2 separate regions of the Mus musculus genome follow, and region 1 is linked to region 2. Evidence: chromatin contacts called from public Hi-C data. All regions are on one chromosome and are shown on one strand. Each heading gives the region's core, a stretch centred on a gene start, on an enhancer-like site or on the middle of the called end of the contact. The rest is flanking DNA. Distances are from core to core; before and after follow the strand shown. Region 1 overlaps Ptprn2 (protein tyrosine phosphatase, receptor type, N polypeptide 2). Region 2 overlaps Ptprn2 (protein tyrosine phosphatase, receptor type, N polypeptide 2).

The links. A called contact is a pair of places that touch in the nucleus more often than the background predicts.
Region 1: a contact with region 2 is called in a Hi-C map of cortical neurons, with 2.6 times the contacts expected there. The contact joins two enhancer-like sites. A contact is called at or near these places in 4 of 484 Hi-C or Micro-C datasets (cerebral cortex, cortical neurons and embryonic stem cells) and 1 of 115 datasets of contacts at active chromatin or transcription factors (astrocytes).

Annotation. Positions count from the first base shown.
Region 1 is chr12:117,026,906-117,030,564 of GRCm38.p6, forward strand. The region is part of intron 12 of Ptprn2 (protein tyrosine phosphatase, receptor type, N polypeptide 2); the gene reads left to right. Among named protein-coding and RNA genes, the nearest start is that of Gm10421, 120 kb to the right of the region's middle. Within about 2 kb of position 1,751, at least 16 of the 459 cell types and tissues checked have an H3K27ac peak or open chromatin away from gene starts, as enhancers often do. A contact at or near this core is called in cortical neurons, where this site is marked.
Region 2 is chr12:116,841,434-116,845,466 of GRCm38.p6, forward strand. All of the region lies in intron 5 of Ptprn2 (protein tyrosine phosphatase, receptor type, N polypeptide 2), which reads left to right. Among named protein-coding and RNA genes, the nearest start is that of Gm31336, 86 kb to the left of the region's middle. Within about 2 kb of position 1,733, at least 26 of the 459 cell types and tissues checked have an H3K27ac peak or open chromatin away from gene starts, as enhancers often do. A contact at or near this core is called in cortical neurons, where this site is marked.

The DNA.
Region 1 (3,659 bases), core at 501-3,000, 190 kb after region 2:
AACTGGAGGAAGGTGATGATTGTAGTGCAATAAATCAGGAGAATTCTGTGATTTCCTTGAAATCACTAAAAGAAAGAACTCTGCCTGTAAGGTGGCTGCATGTATATATATTGCTGACTTTAAAACAACCATATATACATGTGCAGACACATTGGTGCCTTTAAGGCAGCAATACATACACATGCAGACACTTTGCTGCTCACAGGCCAGGCATCCTGTGGTGAGGTTGGAGGTTGTAAGTTTGTTCTTCAGTATCTTTTGGCCTATTCCTTTGAAATCATTAGAGATTCAAGATGCCGCAAACTGGACTAGAGAATCCCTACATAACACTCACCTAGCAGGTTTCCCCTTGGATCCATGAATATAATTGTAGGGCGTCAGTAAAAACAGGAGATTTTTACTATGTGGAGTGTGTGCAGCAGCCCTGAGTCAGTAGTATCACACTGTACCATCTACATAAAGATGGCATACAACTGTACTAAGTGACAACACATCCACACCAACGTGAGCAGGCAGCCCTGGAGATGGTAAAGTCACCTGGGTCTCCACTGACTCTGATAGACTGTGACACTGGTGTCCTTGGCCATCATGTATCTGTGTCCACCCCACAGGGTGTGTTGTTCCTAGGCAGAGCACAGTACGCGATGAAAACCACCCCTGACCTTCGGTGAAGGTTGCACGTAGATAAATGTCAAGGATGATAAGCACTGGGAGTCATCGGCAGAGGCAGGACAGGCCTGTGGTGAAGTGGGTGCTTGTGCACCCTGATGTGGGAGGAGCTCAGGGAAACCCTTCACACAGCTGGTTGCATGGAGGAGATCAGCATTGTCAGTGAACCTGTAAATAGGAGGGGATTCTGCAAGCCTGGGGTCTTGGGTATGTATGAGACAGTGGTCCAGCCTTGCTGGGTTCCAGGCTCCAATCTAGTGTCCATCACCTTCACCTAGTCCTCCTTGCTACTTATATCCTGTGACTATTCGAGTAATGGTCCCTGGGAAGTATGTGCTGTGGTTCCCACATGGAATGTGGTGTGGCTGAGTGACAGTGATTCGGCAATGTCCTGTGCTGCTGTCAGCGATGCCACTGTGGTAACAGTCCCACCATGCCCTTCTTGCTCCTTTGGTTCATTTTGTTTTGACTCTGTAAGCCAAACGTGCAGGTGTCATTTCTGGGCAATAGAATCGCTGCTTTTCCTTGGGTGGCCATCGTCTCTACCATGGGTAGCTCAGCCTGCCTGTAGGTATTCAGAAGAGCCACGGGAGCAACCAACGTGTGTCCAAGCATGTATAAGAAGGGGGTGAGGTGTGAGTGGAGTGGCAAATACAGATGTGGCAGGCATTCGAGTGAAGGTCGCCGGGGTCTGGGTTCCAGATGTTCTTGTTGCCATGTCTGATCACATATGCCAGGAGGCCCTGCAGAGAAATGAGAATGTGTGCTTGCCTCATGCACACTCCCTCACCCCCGTTAGCCCATGGATCATCTGGGAACAAGCTTGCTATGATCACAGTGTAGAGTGCTGTGCCCTAGGCGTCACAGGCCCTCTGAGAACCTGGGGAAACCACAGGTTCCACAGGCATTCCCCAGGACACCAGAAGCCCCTTCTGTTCCCCACTGGGGGTTCCCAGTGGGGACAGGGAAGGAGCCATGTCCTGACTCCTTGGGGACACACACTGCCCTTGGGATAGGGAATAGGGTGCTCTTGTTTCTCTTCTGCAGGACCCTCATTGGCATTCCATGCACATTCACCTCATTTTATTCTAATCTGCATTTCTTGACAAAGGAAGCGGATTTTTTTTCCCTCTTAAATGCAAAAGTGCACAGGCCTGAGAAAAGACTGTTGACTTGTCAGGACTCCTAATTTGTGTTTGAAAAGGAAAATCTGCATGAAATTGCATTAAATATCTGGGGCCCCATCTCGCTTTTCCGTGTTCAGCTCCTTCACAGCCCTCATGAGTGGTAAGCAGACTAGACAGAAGTTGAGGTTCCCAGCAGCCTGTCCATTCCTGGGCTCAGGGAGCAGATATTCAGCTCTGACTTCACAAACCTGAGGCTAACAGCTCTTCACCTCCCGCCTCCACTGCTCTACACGGCAAAGAAAACTGCACCAACATTCGTCCCACTGTACTTGCCGTTTGCACAAATATGAACTTACAGTGAATACCTTTCTCTCCTGAACCACCGCCGAGAGCACCAAGCTCACATGGGCCTTTCATGCTCCCCTGTGATTCGGAGGCAGAGAGCAACTATATGATGTAGCAGTTGCCATAGTAACAAATTCAATTTTTATTCAATATCAAAGTAAATAGTCACGTAAAATGAAGTAAGTTGCATCAGACGGTGGCTACCCGCTCTTCTCTCTTTCCTAACAATTTCATATGCTTTTTTGAAAAAAAAAATTGCATAATGTATATTTCAACTGCAGTGACATGACTTACTGGCTACCTGGCCCAGGGTTGACAATGTTTGCCTTTCTCACCTTGAGAAGCAGAGGAACCACCCTGGCTAGTGTCTTCATGGGCAGGATGGCTCCTGGCTCCTGTGAGACCATGGAGCCTATGAGCTTGGGAGCAGAAGGTGATTTTCATTTAACAAGCTGAGGTCTGGAGAGGTGGCAAGCACTCAGTCTGTTCAGAAAGCCTCCTGTGGTGCTTCTAGCCAAAGGCACACAAGCTGACCTGCATCACCCACTCACACCCTGCTCATATCACCTACCTGCTGCACTCTGGTAAAGAGACCATCTTGCCCTATAACATATGGGAGTATGCCCGCTTGAGGGTCCACCTGTAAACTGGCAAGTGCTCTCCAACAGACAGATAGGTGTGTGCCTACCTAAACACTCCACCGCAACTGCTATACTTATGCTCCTTGTCAGCAGGTGTCACTGAAAGGCCACTGAACACAGAAGTCATCGAGGACCTTGGCCTAGCATGTCATTGTTACTTCTGCCCCTAGCAAAGCCAGACACTTCAATAACCATAAACACACATCAGTTCTCGCCTAGCTCATGTGGCCTACCAAGAGGAGCACAGTCTCCATGGCATAGAAAAAGTCCCTGCTTGCCTTTGTGATTAGAAAATAAAGACAAGAAAGCCTCACACTACAGCACGACCTGTCCCTCTACACTGCTTTTACTAGGACACCCAGGGGCCCAATGTAGCCACTCATGTCAGCCTCCTGGACTCTCATTCCAGCAGACTCTACCCTCTTAATTACAGAAGATAGGAACTTATTAGTAAACCGTGATATTCCATGTGTTCCTGCAAATTGCTCTCCTGCTCCATCTGTTCGGTCATGGCTGGCTCTGCTTACCCATTTCCAGGGTCTCCTACAACTGAAGGTCAATTTGACCTGTCTCCCAGAAACACAGTACTGTTTTCTGAGTATCAGGGTCCCAGCGATGCTAAGCAGAATACCACAACCTAGGTGAAGTTGCTCAGCAGAAAGCTACTCCCGCAGTCTTAGAAACTAGAATTTCAGTGTAGAGGGGCCCATCTTGCTCTGACATATTTAGGGAAAACCCACTTTGGGTAATTTGCACTCTAATGATCCCCTTGTAATGCTTAACCTTGATATCCACATTGACTAGACTGAAAGACTCCTACGAGATTTGTAAGGCACATCTCTCAGCATGCTCTTGAGGGTATTTCCAGGGGGGCTTA
Region 2 (4,033 bases), core at 483-2,982:
GGTTGTCTTTTACCTGTTTGTATGTTGTTTGTAGGGTACAGACATCTTTGCAGAGTGAGCAGTCTCAGTTCTCAGGCTCCCAGCAGCTGTCCTCCTGACTACAGGCTCTGGGTAGTATGAGAAGAGTGAGGCTGCATGCAAGGAGGTTCTGGACCCTGGGGCTGTGCTGATTCCAGGCACCACTGCAGGAAATCTAGTACTAAGAGACCAAGGAAGAGCTCTGCTCCCAGTCTGTAGGAAATGTGCTCAGGATAGGAGTGGAGACATAGCCCAGATGGCAAGAAGACAAGGGCATCTGAATATGGCTGGAGTTAGGTCTGGTACCTGGCTGGTCTGTTTTTAAATCAGCAATCCCTATATCCCTGGAGATTTCTAATTTCTGAAAAGTCACTGGTGGGGATATCTCAGGGCAACAGAATGACTGTCTATCTAGGATAGAGTATCAAGATGACATGGTGTCCAAAACAGTAAGGCTTTCAGGCTTGGGCTCTAGACAACTGTCTGTCTGTTGAAGGCAGGCTTAGGCACATGGCAATCACCATGCTATTCAGGACCAGACTTGCCTGCTAGGTCCAAGGTACAAAGTAAGAAACTGATAGGACTTCTCGTTTGGAGGCAAAAGCTTCTCAGATTATGAAGGTTATAACGAGTACAGCTGTTAGTGAAATGAATGTTCCTGGCTCATTCAGTCAGGATGTTAGAGTAAGCTTGTTTTGGAGCCAAGTCACATTTTTCAGTGGGCGTCTAAGGTGTCAAATTATGGTCACTACGATGTGCCAAAGGGTTCTGGATTCCAGAAGTCAGTGTTTTTGAGCCTGAGAACCAGCTCATCTCTAAGGGTGAGAGTGGGGATGGTGGGCAAGCTGGACTCCCTGGTGTGCGTGGTAGGCTTTTTGTAGGCTCAACAGCTCTTTCTAATGAATGTCCACAATGTTACTTCATTGGGCTGTGTTTTCTAAGACTGTAGTATGCTGCTAAGCACCCACATCTGGAGATTTTCCCCGAACCCGCACCAAGGCTTCCTCAGTCCTGAGCTTCCTCTGTCCTAATATACCTATCATACATACATAGCATACACCTATGCTGTGATCCCAGCACCAGCAGCTGACTCCCTGAAGGCACTTGAAGCCTTCCTCATGTAGAATGACAACACCATTTGCTCTGCTAGAACGAGGGCTTCTCTTGGCAGATGTCCACAAGGGGCTGGCATATTTTTCTAGATGATTCTGTGGGCTCAGGACCCATAGAGAGGAGAAGCAGTGGCAAGTGCTCATGTCCCCCACAGCCCAGAAAGAGCAGTTGGCAAGGGGAGCTGGCAGGGTGCGGTCAGAGTACCATGACACCAGTACCACTCACACTATGTTGGCTCCTGGGTTCCTTGAGACCACCACTCAGAAGGATGATCTCACACCACAGGTAGCCACAACAGTGCCAGTAGATGCCTGTAGCCCAGTCGTTTTACCCACAGCTGTTATTTCCCTTCAAAAGCTGCCCAGTGTGAACTAATGGTCATTATAATCATCCAACAGGGTGGCCATTTCAGAGCAATGGCTGTGAGTTATTCAGAGGCCGAGCGCTGGGGGGCACTTCTGGCTTACACATTCTTTTTTCTTCTGTATTCAGATAGATGTTTCTTCATATTTTTTTTTAAAGTGTGAAAGCCCAGAACTCATTATTTTCTGTTGAGTGCTTAAATGAGGAGAGAGCTGAGTCACATTTCTAATGAGCATCGTCTGCACAAAGCACAGAAGTGCAGCAGCAATCCAAGCTGCCGCAGGGCTCCGCAGCCAGCCTGGAACTAGGGGCTTCTCCTACCCCTCCCATCGGGTGACAGGCTATCTCTGTAGCAATTTAAACTGTAGCCACTGGTGGTGTTTCAACATGCATCCAATTTCTAGTGAATTGTTTACAAATCATGTTTTTTTTTTTTTTCCTGTATATCTATCCTGGAGAATCTGACTCCTGCATAGACAGAATTTTGATTTATTCTCTTTGAGACTGTTGGACTGATTACCTCATAACAGAAACCATGGGGAGTAGAACTTCCGTGCTCCTCCTAAACAGGCATGGCCAGGAGCCACTCTGATACATGCTTTGAGCACGTATAACTAAATCCACTCTACCACTGTCCCTGTGTTGTTAGTGGGGTGCCTACCTTCTTGCTTTATTGTCCAGAGTAGCACTGGCTCAGAGTCCTTTCAGGTGCTTTGCATAACATTAACATGCTCTAGTTTTACCCACAGAGCACAATTACATCCCCATTCCACATGCCACTGAAGAGGGCCAAGCTGAAATTCATTGCTTGCTGATACCATTAATTAATTTACTTTCAGGAGTATTTGAGAACATAATTAATATAAAGCAACTATAATGGGCTCTGAGATTGGAAAGATATGAAACTGCACCTGCCCTTCAAATTTTTCAGTCATATTTAATAAAAGAAACAACAAAAGTGTAGTTGAAATGGAGTAAATATAATACAGTAGTACAGTAATGGAGATAAATATGCAACGTGAAGGACATGCAGCAGGATTGGAAGGTAGACTGGGGGTATCCTGAGTGATAGGGCAGCTAGAACATATTTGTGGTTTAGGGACCTCCACAACCACCCATAGCATGGATAATTAGATGAGAGGCTGCTCTGCTGTTTCCAAGAAACTCCCTAAAGTTGAAGATGCAGAGTCCTAAGGATTTGGGACTCTACAAGTTGGAGCAACAGGTAAACCCCCTAGTAGGGCAAGGAGCTCCATGGGGACTTTTGGGATCATCTGTTATATGTCAAGGCTGGTCAAGAGCTAGCTGTAAAGATGAGCAGGAACCTCTTCAGAGGACCAGAGAAACCCAACCAGAATCACAACCTTTGCGAACACAATACAGGCACTCATATCAGGGCAGCTTGGAGAAGATGTGAGAAAGAGGGGGATGGGTGAGATGGAAGATTTGAACAACTTAGACTGACAATGTGAGGCTGATTGACATCCTACATATTGGGAGAGTGGATGAAATTTAGAAATCTGGCCGCATGTTTTGGTGGGGTGGAGGGCCTGAAACTACAAAATGTCTTAAAAAGTTGACCACACATCTCTTCAGGTTCCAACCACTCCATCTCTTCTTATGATAAGCGAAAGCATAAGGCCATTCAAAATTTGCACAGAAAGTTCTGTGGTAATTTTTGTAGTAGAGAGCAGAACTAGAGCTAACTGAAATGTCTGCCAACATGTGAACAGGCAATTTCGACAGACCATTAGCAATGAATGAAGTACTAAGGCATACAGTAGCAAGCAGCATGGATAAGCCTTGCAATGATGGACAGAAGAATAAAGCAGCGGGTAACAGAAGCAGATCATGGCTGCATAGGCATGTGCAGGGGCAAGGGGAGGACATTTCTGCACAGGCAGAGAGCTCCTTGTGGTCACATGCTTCAGAGCCCTGTCCTGTGGATGGTTTCATGGGACAGTGCCTGTGTGGAAGCAAGTGTATGCTATCATTGTGCTGGTAGTTCAAACGGAACCCAGTGAAAAATGTGTAAAAATTTTGAACAGATAATTTATTTAGGAAAAAAAAATATGAAGGGTCAATGTGTTCAATGTACCAAAGACATCAAAAGTGTTCAGTATTGGGGTTGGAGAGATGGCTCCATGGTAAAAAGTACTTGTTGCTCTTGCAGAGGACCCAGGTTCAGCTCCCAGTACCCACACAGTAGCTCATAACTATCCATCAATTCAGTTCCAGGGGTCCAATACTCTCTTTAGACTCTAAGGGCACCAGAAATGCATATGCGCACATATGCATGCAGGCACTCACACACCTAGAAAATAAAAATAAATAAATCTTTAAAACACTGTTCAGTGTCACTCATTGAAGAAACGCAGTGATATTGAAGAGCCACCACTTCAGATGCACTAGTCTGGCTAAGACAAAGATAAGGGGTCACTTTCTGAGCAGCTATTTGGAGATAATCATGATACATGGATATGATCAAAAATAATGTATAAATATGTGAAAATTTAAAGGATAACTAAAAAATATAAAA